2 separate regions of the Pan troglodytes genome follow, and region 1 is linked to region 2. A link is a contact called in public HiChIP or PLAC-seq data. All regions are on one chromosome and are shown on one strand. The core of a region is the stretch at or near the end of the contact, and the rest is flanking DNA. Distances in the headings are between cores, read along the strand shown.

Region 1 (6,727 bases), core at 3,229-5,728, 390 kb after region 2:
GAGGAGCAGGGAGCCTCTGAAGGGACACCCAGGCACTAAGCATCTGGACAGCTTTAGGCCAGGGGAGGGCTTCTGTCTGCATGGCCCCCAGAGGCTGACTCATTGGGTCTCTGGGTCTACGCCATGATGGTCCAGGGAGCATATACATTGACTTAGGAGAATCCTATGCTCTTTGAAAGGAAACAGCCTGTTGACGCAACAATGTGTACAACACGATCCCATTTTGTAAGAGATGCACGCGTAAGGTGCGTGTGGATGTAAGACGCTATGATGGCTCCGGGTGAGAAATGTATTACAGGACTCTGGCTGGAAGGGATTGTGGGGATTTAATATTCCTTTTTGCTTTCAGATTTTCTGGGTTTTCTATGATGCATTTACATTCCTTATGTAATGAGAAGAATCTGTTTTTTAAGCCAAATTACAAAGTATATACATCAATTACTTGATATTGTTTTTGTCACATAAATGCTCAGTGACTTTACAAATTATTCTCTACTTTCATCAAGGTTCCAGCCATGAGTTTATCTTGACCTTTGCTTCTGATTCTCTTTAACTATCTGGACATTTAACCAAAGAACAGCTTTTTTTTTGTTGTTTAAATAATAAATCCTTTAGAAGATAAAAGCCCCATGAGGATGGGTCCCAGGCCCAGTATGGGGCAAACTCAACCCTTCGACCCAGAGGAGGCTGGGAGGAGAGGATGCAGGGCTGGCAGGTGGCAGTGGGGGGACAATGCCTGTTGATTGAGAGATCAGTCAATCAGTTTCTCTTCAGAGGGAGGGTGGGCAAGGAGGCGTGGCAACTTTCATAAATAGACATAATCAGGGAAGGCGGCTGGCGGGGTTGCTCTGCAGCAGAGCAAAACATGAATTCCGTATTTTCTTTCTTCTTTTTTTTTTTTCTGTTTCTTTCTTTCTTTCTTTCTTTCTTTTTTGAGACAGGGTCTCACTCTGTTGCCCAGGCTGGATGGCAGTGGTGCAGTCTTGGCTCACTGCAACCTCCGCCTCCCGGGCTCAAGTGATCCTCCCAACTCATCCTCCTGAGTAGCTGGGATTACAGGCACAAGCCACCATGTCCAGCTAATTTTTTGCAGAGATGGGGTTTCACCATGTTGGCCAGGCTGGTCTGGAACTCCTGGAGTCAAGCGCTCCACTGGCCTCAGCCTCCCAAAGTGCTGAGATTACAGGTGTGAGCCACTGCACCCAGCTGAAGCCCCTATTTTCATGACTTGAGCTTGGCCTCCACAGACCTCTAACATTTGGGCTGAGAAGAGACCAGAACTGACCAGTCACTGTATACATGTCCTTCTAATGACCCAGGAGGGCTGGACGCCTCTGCTGTTAGCCCTTCTGTACATCCCCCATAACGGGCACACACACGCATGTGCACACACACAGCCTTGGGGCTCCCAGTATCTGCGGGCCTCTCCTCCAGCCTATGGGAGGGATGGAACAGGGGGTGGTCCTCGGCTCTGCCAGGATCTCTCCTCCCTGCCCCAGACACCACCCACTCTGGCTTCCCTGTGCTGCAGTGGTGTCCAGTTCACTGGGCTCCCAATTCCGGCCCTCCACCCAATGCCTCCACCCAGGCAAGGCCTCTAGGTGGGGCCGCGGGCAGCTCCAGCACTGCTAAGCTGCAAGGGACCCTCCCTCATTTCATGAGCACTGTGTGCGGCACTCCTCCCTCTGGCTTCACTCCTTGCGGGGCTGTGAAGCAGGAGGCCAATGTCTCTTTTGCCTGCAATAACCCTCCCTCTGCCAAAGGCAATAGCCTCTGCTTCCCAGAGGCCACACAGAGCCAGACAGGGCGCTGCCCCTGGGGAGTGGAGGTGTGAGGCCCCACTGCCATTTCCACCTTCCTCCTCTTCTGGTCAGCTCCTGGGACGGGGCTGGAATGCACGGCTTGTTAGCCAGAATGTGTGTGAAGGGCAGCTGTCTACTTCCTCCTCCCCACCCCTCAGCTAGTCCAGCAGGAGCCCAGGGGATCTGCTTGGGGAGAGGGACTGGGGCCGAGCGGGGCCAGATGTGAGTGCACAGGGCTTGGAAAAGCTCAGACAACTCTACTCATGTTTGTTACTTGGAAATGAAACCTACGCATGTTCTGTCTGCCCAAGGTTTCTTGGGGGCTGTTTTTCTTTCTTGGGGGAGGAAGCAGGCATTGGGACCCTCAGATCATGGATCTTACTGTCTTTGGACCAAGTCTGTGCTCTAGAAGATGAAACTGATGGCAAGTGCTCCTCCCAGGAGCACTGTGATGGGGGTAGGCTGATGGCATTTGCATTCCGTCCCTCCCATTTTAAACATAAGCCATCCCAGACCAAAGAGACAAAGGAAGGAATAGATATCAGAGCAGGAAGAGGCCCCGGGCACAGTTTTCCTACACAGGGCACTGGCTCAGCTGCAGGGTTGCTTTGTTTGGGAATTGCATGTCAGCCCCTTTGGTGACCACTTTCTGGGTCCCAGATCAGGCAGAGAAGAGAATCCCACCTCAGACTGCCAGCCAGTGTACTCCAGCAGGTGGGGATCCTGGGACTGAGGCAGGGCTCTGAGAGCTTGAAGCACATGGGCGAGATGTGGAAGCCACAGTGACCTGTGGATGAAGCCCAAGGAGACTGGACCTCAACTTGCAACTCAAAGAGGGAGGTCTTGCTCTAACAGGGAGGTGTCACCCTCTCCACTAACCTCTTGGCAATCATGATTTACTTCCAGACAATTTCACCCAAGGCACTTAGAAGGGCAGGTTCAGAGCCAGGGATCTGCTTCTAGATTCTGCATTTTAGAGCTGGAAAAGCCCTCAGCCATCTGTGCCCTGCAGCCCTGTGCCCTGGGGCCATCTGCGCCCTGCAGGCCTGGCTCTCTGCAGGAATGCAGGGAACACAGAAGCCAAGGGCTCCCATCCTAGCTCCTCTGCATATTGGTTTCTTGGGGGAACTTGGCTCAATTACCTGACCTCATTCAGCCTCAGGTACATCACCTCTAAGATGGGAAGGTGGGTAGCTGCTGGTCACCCAGGATCACTGTGAGCCTCCCGTGAGATAATGCATGTGGCATGACTTTATGAACAAGGTCACTCAGGGGAGCTGGTGGCAGTCTGATGAGAAAAAGCATCCCCCAGCGTCTTCTGACTCTTCCTGGCAGCCAGGTAAGGGGGTGTCCAGGTTCCCAAGGCCTCCCTCCTACCTAGCCAGTCTCAGAAACAAAGCTGTTTGAAGTTCCCTTTGCAAAAGGCAATCGCAAATGCACTCTAGGGCTGATATCAGGACCCTGGCTCTTCAATCCTTCTCTGGAGATCAGAAGGACTCCATTAATTCCTCCTCTGAGTGGGTAGCACGAGCCTCATTTGCTCCTACCAAGTCAGTTTCTCTGGGTACCCGCATCTAACTCTGCAGGGTTTATGGCTTTTCTTTGGATTACCTCACTTTAAACTCATCAAAACCAAGGAAAAAAATCACATGAGTGTGGCCCTTCTCCAAAGAGAGAATCGCTAAGGAGGTTTTAAATGTTTTCCTCCTCTAACTGTACTTAGTTAAGCTAAATCATAACCCAAAGCTGGACAGAGACAGATATTTTAGAAATAACCTCTCCCCACATATATCCCACCACTGGCACATGCACACGCACAGACATGCACACACACACATGCACACACACACACATGCACACACACGAAGCCATGGAGAGGAGCTGTCACCTGAGCCATCTGCACCCTGAGTAGGCTCTTGGGCTGTGACATGAGTCAGGTGGAGTAGCCACCAAGGCAATAGCTTCCCTCTGGCACCCAAAATGCAGGCTCACATTCTCTCCAGCCCAGGCAGTTGGATGAGGGCCTGGCAGATATCTGCGGGTCCAGCTAGCGGGGACCTTCCCACCTGGAGAAGGCACCTCCAGGCTCTAGGTCTGAAGTTTCCCAAACTCTGTACTCCTCTCCATCCAGTTCATTCCAGTCTCCTCCAGCTGTCTTTGAGACAGCATGCCCAGGAGAAAGGACAAAATTAGTACCAAGACTCACCTGAGTGCCCCTGGCTGAGGCTGTAGAGCCTTGTCCCCTCAGATCCCAGCATTTGCCATGGTGGCCAGAGAGCTGGCTGCCACCACGCTGAGACCCAGGCCGCCCCTCGGACCGCGTCCCCACAGCCAGCCAAATCCAGATGGAGTCATAGAAAGGGGCTGCAGGGGCGCCCAGGGACGAGTCTCAGAGCAGGACCACAGGGGCCACTTCTGCAGAAGGACCAGGTCAAGATGCAACCTGTGGCAGAGTGGGGGTCTGGGCCTGGGGGACCCAGAATGGGGGGTGTGCGCCTGGGACTCCCTGTCCTTGGTGCCTGGTCCTGGGTAGCGATCAGGAGATGTTCTGAGGAGGCACCGGCAGCTCCTCTAGGTACTGCCTGAGATGCGAACTGCAGCTGCTCTCGCCGCCAGTCTGTATAAAATAAAGTTCCTGGAGCAGTTGCGGAGGCTTCTGCAGCGGGGTCTGGAATACGGCCCCCCTCCTGCGGCCAATCGTGGCATTACAGCCCCGTGTGGGAACGCCCGCTGGGCCCAGAGCAGCGCGGTCGGCCTTGGCCTTGGGACTCCAACACCCCGGTCTAAAGGTCCTGCTCAAAATACTTTTTGGAAGACTTCTGGGGGAGTGGCAGCTAGACCTGGCTTATGAGCCACGCAAGAAAACCAGTCTTGTAAATTTATTTATAGCACAGAATTGGCATGGCTCAATTCATTCACCAAGCTTGGCACAGAGTTACTTCATGTATTTTCCTGGAGTCACATTCATCCTCAGTGGACACGGATTGGCCACACTGGGGGTAGTCAGGAAAATGCCCCAGGGGGTTCCTCGGAACTCAGCAGCAGAATCAGCGTTTCTGGCTCATTAACGCTGCACAGGGGCTGGGGCGTGCAGGATGAAGACTAGCTGGCTGTCCATAGCAATTCAGTATGGGAGGGGGACCCAGGCACGAATAATCCTAAACCTGAGCATGATTGCTTACGTTTGAAAAAGGACATCTAGGCCGGGTGCAGTGACTCACACGTGTGGTCCCAGCACTTTCGGAGGCTGAGGTGGGAGGATTGCTTGAGCCCACCCACAAGTTCAAGACCAACCTGGGCAACATAGTGAGACCCCATCTCTAAAAAAAAAAAAAATCTTTTTAAAGGCGATCTAACCATATGTGAAGGGAGCTGCTAAATTCAGATTGAGGTGGTAGTATCAGGGGCATCAGAGAAATCACCATAATTGTCCAAGCCAGGGTGGCAGAGTTAGGCTATGCAGATGGCTTCCAGAGGACAGCACCCAGAGGTAACATTCATGAATGCATTCCTGTTTGTTGGTGAAAAGTTCAGCCTCAAGACTCCAGGGTCAGGCTTCGTACATGAAAAGTGTTTGCCAAGACTCAGCTGTGTCACTGCAGCTGCCCGCCCACAGCTGAGTCAGAAACGCCGTCCTCATTCTCAGTGACTGCCCCGCCTGACTGCCTAGGAAGCAGCTCCAACATCAAACTCCATTTTACAGAAAGAACAAATGATAATTGTATCATTATGGTAATAATCCCAGGGAGCGGAGGAGGAGAAGGAAAAAAGAAGACAACACTTTATAGCATATACCATGTGTTTCTTATATATTAGCTCATTGAACCTATTCAACAACCCCCTGAGGCAGGTGCTGCTATTATGCTCATTTACAGAGACAGAGAGGAAGTGACTTGTCCAGGGTCTTGCAGCCAGTAAGTGCCAGAGCTAGGATTCAACCCTAGGCAATGTGATCCTAGGGTCTATGCTCTTAACCCCTCCCCTGTACCACTGCCTCTCAAGGGGAAACAAATGTTTTTGTCCCCCATCAATTCACCAACATTCCTAGGAATGTAATCTTAAAAACAGCCAGAAATGTGCTCAAAATATAATGTCCAACCAGCCTGGGCAACATGACAAAACCCTGTCTCTACAAAAAAAAAAAAAAAAATACAAACAATAGCTGGGCGTGGTGATGCACACCTGTAGTCCCAGGTGCTTGGGAGGCTGAGACGGGAGGATCAACTGAGCCCAGGAGTTTGAGGCTGCAGTGAGCTGTGATCGCACCACTGCACCCCAGACTGGGTAACAGAACAAGACCCTGTCTTAAAAAAAAAAAAGTGATGTCCAAAGACCTTCCCTAAAGAGATGTGTATGTTAGCAAGAAATGTGGTAGTTAGTGCTATGGACTAAATGTGTCCCCCAAAATTCAAGCATTGGAAATGTAATCTTTATTGCAACAGTGTTGGGAGGTGGGGCCTTTGTGGGGGTATTTGAGTCATGAATGTATTTGGGATGCCATAGAAAGGGCTTGCAGGAGTGGGCTGGCTTGATCCTCTGCCTTTCTGCCATGTGAGGACTCCACGCTCGTCCTCGCTTGTCCTCCCACCTCCCGCCCTGTTCGAAGCACTGAGTCCTATTGCGTGATAGGCACATACCACACACAATGTGTATATCGGTCTCCTGCTGAAGGGGGTTTGGGATGTTTCCAATCTTTGTCTATTATGAATAAAGCTGCCGGAACAGGCAAAGGGAGATTTGACAGTGAAGTATAGGAATGACCTGGAGGGCTGGTTTTCTCCTGGGTGAGAGTCCTCCCGGCAGCTCTTAGCTCAGATACCTCCTTGCCACTAAAATCAGAATTGTCCCCAAAATGATTTGCTTCCATTCAATCACAGATGGCATTTGTAGTAGGCATTTCCCCCCCAGAAGCTGAATGAAAATGT
Region 2 (6,826 bases), core at 2,805-5,304:
CCGACAATCAGCGAGGCACACAGGCTTTCTGCATCCTGGCCTCCTTGTCCAGAGTGGTATCGATCATGTCAGACACTGAAAATACCCTCCTTAGGTCATGCATCCGTCCCTCCCCATGCCACCTCCACAGAGGGACTGCATCCCAGAGACCAGCCACGTCCTCTGCAATGTGCACCTAAATCTTCACCCCAGCAGATGATCCCCATCCACCACAGCACTGCAGCCCCCAGGGAGTCTCAGCACCACCTGAACTTGACTTTCAAGAGCTGGAGGCAACAGCAGCCAGCCCTTCACACGGAATCCATCTGCATCCCTAGTGGGAGACTTGGGCCGGGCTGCCTGTGCATTCAGGGGTGGAAGTAGTGGAAGCCAGGAAGGACAATTCCCTTCGGAGAGTAGAGAGGGTTCGCAGTGGCCCGAGGAGCAGGCTTCCCAGACAAAGTCCCTTTGGAAGGATGAGTCCTTTTGCTCTGCCAGGCCCTCCACACTGCCCATCCCCTCTAAGCCGACAGCAGGCTGCCCTGCCAGTGTTCCTGCCACCACTGGGCGGCTGCCCTGAGCCACGGGGCACAGGCCATAGCCCCAATCTTACACAATGGACCCTTTCCCAGAAGCTGAGGCTGTTGCATAAAACAGAAACCCTTCCCCCTGCACTCCACCCCCACCATCCCCCTCCGAAGAACTGCTTATCTGAGCTCACCCATTTCCCATCACAGAACCAACAGGACGATGGGGTTCACCTTCCTGAAATGGTTCACATCCAAAGCCCGCTCAGCCCAGCAGGCCCATCTGGACACTCAGTAGCACATTAACAAGGAGTGCCTCTCATGAAAAGTAATCAGGCGCAAAGAGCCAGGGAGCAGCGTGGGAGAAGAGATGGGGTCAGCGCCTTCCCCAGAGATGGGGTGGGTGGCGGAGACCGGGCTCACCAGGAAGGCTGTGGTCTCACGGGCTCTGCCCCAGCTGCCCACTGAGCCCTGAAATACCTCCAGCAGGAACAGAGCCTTTGTCATGCCAGAGAGACAAAGCCAGCCAGAAACACCTCTCTGCCAGGGGCCCCTGAAAGCAACAACTTCTGGAAAAACCCATTCAGAACTAGGTTCTGACCAGAAGACAGGGTGTTGGGCCGTGAAGAACGGGGCAGCCAAAGGCAAGATACAGGAAAGGAATTCCAGAATCAGCGGGCACACAGTCTGCTCCGGGGAGCCTGGGGTCCCTGGTGAGCCATCCAGCTCAGACCTGGGAAGGGGGTCGTTCTCTCACCCAACCCCTCTACCCTAACGGTGAGGCTGAAGCCCAGAGAGGGCATGGGACTCCCTAGGGTCCACAGCATGCTCATGGTAACCCTGGGATGAGAGCCCAGCCCTCCCGACCCCTAGGCCAGTATTCTTTCGTTGATTCCAAGTCACTTAAATATCTGAGCCTCAGTTTCTTCATCTGTAAAATGGATCTAATCCAGACCTCAGAGAGGGGAATGTGTTCTGTAAACACGAGGGTCTTATGTAATCATAGTAAATTCTGACTACTTCCAAATTAGACTGAGGTCTGAGGCTGGGCATTGGCAGTGTCTAATCAACATGTCTGGAGAGGGGCAGGAAAACTGAGACAATCCCACAGAGGCCACCTGTGGTCCCCCGGACTGTGTGGCTCTGCTTTGCTGAAATGATTGACCATTTTTTAAAGTACTTATGAATCACTGCAGGGCTGGTTATAATGTTGGTTCTGAGACTGCTTTTCCAGCCAGTCTGCAGGTGATATGGATGCTGCTGATCCAAGGAATGTTCTAGAACTGTGACTGCACAGCCGACCTCCTTTCCTTTGCTCGGACTCACCTCCCCCCTCATCTCCTCTGCCTCCTGGGAGCCTGGCTGCCAGCTGCCCTGGGTGGAAGAGCCATGCCAAGGCCAAGGCCCTCGAGTCCCCAGCACTACCACACAGCCTCATTCTCCCTAAGAAGGCTTAAACCACCTGGCCTTGCTCCTTCTACCAGAAAAGGCCGGTTCTGTGGACAAAGGGGCTGCTCAGGGGAAGAGGAGGAGGAGAAGATGGCGGGGGCGGGGGGCAGGGGGGGCGGGGGGAGCAGGCAGACTTTGAGAGCAACTCCCCTCCAGGCACACCCTCCTGGGAACTTTGAACTGAGCAGCTTCCCAAAACGTTTCCAAGCAGGGCAGGGCTGGAGGCTTAAGAAAATCAATGACCTGGCAGGGCGCAGTGATCCACACCTGTCATCCCAGCACTTTGGGAGGCCAAGACAGGCGGATTACTTGAGATCAGGAGTTCGAGACCAGCCTGGCCAAGGTGGTGAAACCATGTCTCTACTAAAAATACAAAAATTAGCCGGATGTAGCAGCATGCGCTTGTAGTCCCAGCTACTCGGAGGCTGAGGCATGAGAACTGCTTGAACCCGGATGGCGGAGGTTGCAGTGAGCCGAGATGGTGCTACTGTACTCCAGCCTGGGCAACAGAGTGAGACTTGGTCTCAGGAAAAAAAAAAAAAAAAGGAGAAAAGAAAGAAAGAAAATCAATGACTGTGAAAAGGGAGCCATAGGGAGGATGGGAAGACAGTGAAGAGGGCACACAGATGGTGAGGGTTTCAATCCCAAAGCCCCGGCTCCTATCTGCTTCTTCAAATGGAGAAAACTAAACCAAAAGGAAAATAAGAAAAATAATCACCGGTAATTCATATCACCCAGAGGCAAATGTTAGCACCGTGGTATATTTCCTTCTGTCTTCCATGCAGTTTATACAAGATCCTTCACATTCACCATCTTCAAATATTCTTTAAGGGCATACTTTTGTGGCTATGTAATACTCCACTTTCTCACGGACCCAAGTTTATTTTACCATTCTCACAAGATTGGCCATTTCAGTTGTGCCCAATGCCCCACTATTATTATAACAACATTCTCATGGGCATCTTTTTTTATATAGTATCTGTACTTTCCTTTAAATTCCTAACCTCTCCGTTTAAAAAAAAATAATAAAAATCATATTTTTTTTTAACTAGGTCCAGAAATTCTGGAAGGTCAAGAAGCTTTGGCTCTAATCCCAATTCTGATACTTATTTGCTGTTTAGTGTTGGCACCAGTCCTAAACCTCTCCAGGCCTCAGATTATCATCTGTAAAATGAGACCGTGGAATCAGAAGTCTGGGGCCTGGTGGATATTGTGTGACTTTTCTCTGATGCACCTCAGATGCATTAGGAGGCAGAAAAAGTCGGATTTCGGTGGTTGCAGCATATACTGAAATCCGCAGCCTCATACTTACAGGCACAGTGTCCAGAGAGCTAGAGAATTTAGAAGAAAACTAGATGACTCATGCATGCAAGCCGACAGCCACAACTGAGAGATCCGCATCTTCGCAGAGGATATGCTGCAGGAAGGAGCTCCGTGCAGGCCAGCTCCGTCACCTGCTAGCCTGGGTCTCCCGCAACGCGGCAGGTCTCCAGGTCTCAGTTTCCCCATCTTTGCGAAAGGATGATCATTATATCTGTTCTATTTACCCCCCCACCACAGAATTGTGGTTGGAGCTCGTGCTCTCAGGCGGCGGTTGCGCCGGGGCCCCTGGCTCAGCTGCCTGGTGATGGGGCTCCGGCCACCTCCCCTCCCTGGCTTCCTGGGCTCCGTCGAAAGCGCAGGGGTTGTGACTGCGAGCTGTGTCATCCCTCTCTGCCTGGCTGCCATCCCCTCCCCGCCCATCCGTCCTGATGTGGCTCTGCTCAAGGGTAGGGAAGACGGGGACATCTCACCGGTCAGCGGCACCCTGTGCCCGCGCGCTCCTCCTGGCGACGCCGCGTTGTGAGCACTGGGAGGCGCCGTATTTATAGCGCTCTGCTCGCGCACACACCCCCTTTGGGGCTGGCTGCAAACCTGCATGACTCACGCCCAAAGAATGCCGCGGAAAGCAAGGGGAGCTTTCTGGAAGCCGGGAGGTGGGGGCCGGTGCAGCACCGGGCTGGGGGCGCCGGGGGGCGCATCATCACCACGAATAGCTGTGCTGGCTCCAGGAGAGACCCTGAGGTGCGGCCGCTCGGCGCTTCCAGTAGGGAAGAGCCTGAACTCGCGTGGGAGCCCCTCTCACGCGGTTAGCCCGGCTGTCTCTCCCAGTCCAAGACACAATCTCACAGTTCCCTGGCCCTACTGACCTTAACCTTCACGTTACACAAGCGCCACTTCTCTTGACCCATTTAAATAGTAAAGAGTCAGACATAATGAGGGTGGGATGGAGAGGGGCCTTGTGCTGGAGAAGAAAGCACAGGAAGTATTGAAACCCCTACTCCTGGAAACATCACACTGATGGGGGTCCCTGGACTGACCCGCCAGGCCTGGAGGAAACAGAATTGTGTTTAGGAGTGATCAGAGCAGATATGTGGAGAGCCAGAAGGCCTCTCCGGGCTCCTTGATCCACAGAGCTTAAGCAATCACTGTCCCCATCTTCTTGGAACCCAGCCAAACAGGGTGGGCTTCATGGGTGTGGGACCCTTGCAGATCCACGTTTGGTTTAATGGGCTACTGTGACGGTCTTGAAATTCTTCATAGTTTTTGAGCCAGTGGCCCTGAATTTTTATTTTGCCCTGAGCCTTCCCAGTTAGGAAATCAGATCTGTGTCCAGAGGGGTTTGCTGGTCTCCAACTGCTGGAGTTCCTTCTGCTGAGAGCAGGGAGAATCTCCTGTCGCAGCCACCCCACCCCCTGGCAAGGAGGGGGAAGTCCAGGAACCCTGGAGGTGCAGCTACTTCTTGGGGAAGAAACTGAGCTGCCCATTTTGGAGCCAGGGATGTTTAAGCCCCAGGAGAGAAGTCAAGGGGCTGACAGTTGGGGCAATGGGTGGACAGGGCGGGTACAGGCAGTCCCACTGTGGGTGGCAGACTTTGAAAACCATGTGAAACAAAGGGGCTTAAAGGAGAGCTGCATGGTCAGGGGCTGAGTTTTCCAGTTCAGGATCAGGACTATGGAGGCACAACATGGAGGCCCAGTCCCTTGCTTGCCCAACGTCCAGGGGGCACTAGGACCCCAGTCCTTTCCAGGAGGCAGCCTGGGGGAATCTTCAAGGCCCATGAGGAAGTGGGAGAACCCAGACCAGGTCCATGAAAGTCTGATTACAGTCCTAGGTGTGCCCCTAGACACTGGGTGACCTCGGACCAATCACTTTGCCCTTGAGCCTCAGTTTCTTCCATCTGGACGATGAGGAATCGGGAATGGATCATCTCCACGGCTCCCTGCAACCTAACGTAGAGCCAAGCCAAGTATTAGAAGGTCATTAACCCAGAAGAAGAAAAAAATGCCCCAGAAGAGGCTACACTTTATTTTTCTTAAAAAAAAAGTCTAATTATCAGTAACAGCTACATTTTCTGTGGACAGTGCCTGCTCCTTATCAGTGCCTGCTCCTTATCAATACCTGAGGTTAGAAGAATTGTTTTTGAACTCGCTCTTTGTAACTTTTCTGTTCTGTAGCTCCCTCAGCATCCGGAACAGAAGGCATAAATCTAGTTATATTTTTAAAAATTAGACTTCGGAGGTCAGTCAGTGAGATCTGCCTTAGCCAGCTGAATTAGGGGAAGGGAAGAGAGGAAGAAAGGATTTGGGAGAAAATAGCAGGATTCACAGATTCACAGTCATGACTGTGATCCCTTGGGAATAATTACTTGATTATTCCCATTACTAAGCAAACAAGGTTCAGAAGGTCAAACTTGGAGGAAAGAAAAGTGTAAATTTTGAAAGCGCCATAAATGCATCACCAGATGTTTAATATTCTAAGTAGATCATAGACGATGATTGGTTCAGGACTCGCACACTGCTTGATTCCTACCCCATCCCCAGCATCTGCACCAGGTGGTCATCCTGCCCATGTTTGAATGCCACCAATAACAGGGAGCTCACTACCTGCCATGCAACCATTTATCTAGTAAAGCTGTTGATAAAGTTAGGGCCTTCTTTGGTTGAGTCACAGTCTGGCTCGTGTATGGGCCAATCCGGAGCCCAGTTCTGCCCTCTGGAGCCACACAGGGAAAATCCAGCCTATCTCTCCCATAGTGCCCCTTCTGATATTTGAAGGCAACGTAGTCTGCTTTTCCCAGTGACCTCCAGGCTTGCAGCTCCTTGCCTTGCCGTGGTTTGCAGACTTTTCCCCAGCCCTTTGACATTCTGGACCTCATCTCTCTTGAAACTCTTGGCCCAGCCCTGGACCAGCCAATGCCAGTGGGGAGCCTTGGACCAGCCAATGCCGGAGGGCCTGAGCACACAAAGCAGAACAGGACCACCCCTTCCCTTGCCCTAAACACTCCAAATAAGCTTTATCAGATGCTGAGTCACTGGGCTGATTCATAGAGAATGCATCATCTTCTTGGCAGGTGCTGCTGTTTGATCCTCTGTCTCCCATCATGGACTTACACAGCTGGGTTTGGGGCATTAGCTTGATTTATTTTCTTGGAGAGTCAGGGCCATGGGGAGGGCCAGGGAGGGATGAGTAAAGACCCTTGCATTTATCTGTTTATCTATGCTTTGTGCACCATCTCTGGCTGCCTGAATGTCTCTGGGGCTGCTTCGCTACGCAGTGTCCTTATTACACATCCCCAACCAGCCTTTGTCTGGCTCAGCACCACAAGCAGGACAGCTCAGCCAGCAGTTTGATACAGCTGGAACAAACTAGGAATGGGCAAGAGCAGTATCCTGTGGCCTGTGATTAAGAATCACTCTCAGATGGGCGTGGTGACTCACACCTGTAATCCCAGAACTTTGGGAGGCTGAGGTGGAAGGATCACCTGAGTCCAGGAGTTCAAGACCAGCCAGGGCAACATAGCAAGACCCAGTTTCTACAAAAATTAAAAA

The links. HiChIP or PLAC-seq counts read pairs in DNA pulled down with a chosen protein or histone mark.
Region 1: an H3K4me3 HiChIP or PLAC-seq map of stem cell-derived excitatory neurons shows a contact between it and region 2, with 7 times the contacts expected there. The contact joins the promoter of SCARA5 here to the promoter of CLU in region 2. A contact is called at or near these places in 1 of 7 Hi-C or Micro-C datasets (stem cell-derived neural progenitor cells) and 1 of 1 datasets of contacts at active chromatin or transcription factors (stem cell-derived excitatory neurons).

Annotation. Positions count from the first base shown.
Region 1 is chr7:36,341,679-36,348,405 of NHGRI_mPanTro3-v2.0_pri, forward strand. It overlaps SCARA5 (scavenger receptor class A member 5), which reads right to left and starts at 4,479. Exons shown (of 9, transcript XM_016959272.4): 1 at 4,009-4,479.
Region 2 is chr7:35,956,315-35,963,140 of NHGRI_mPanTro3-v2.0_pri, forward strand. It overlaps CLU (clusterin), which reads right to left and starts at 4,055. Exons shown (of 9, transcript XM_519677.7): 1 at 3,749-4,055. The coding sequence starts at 3,875.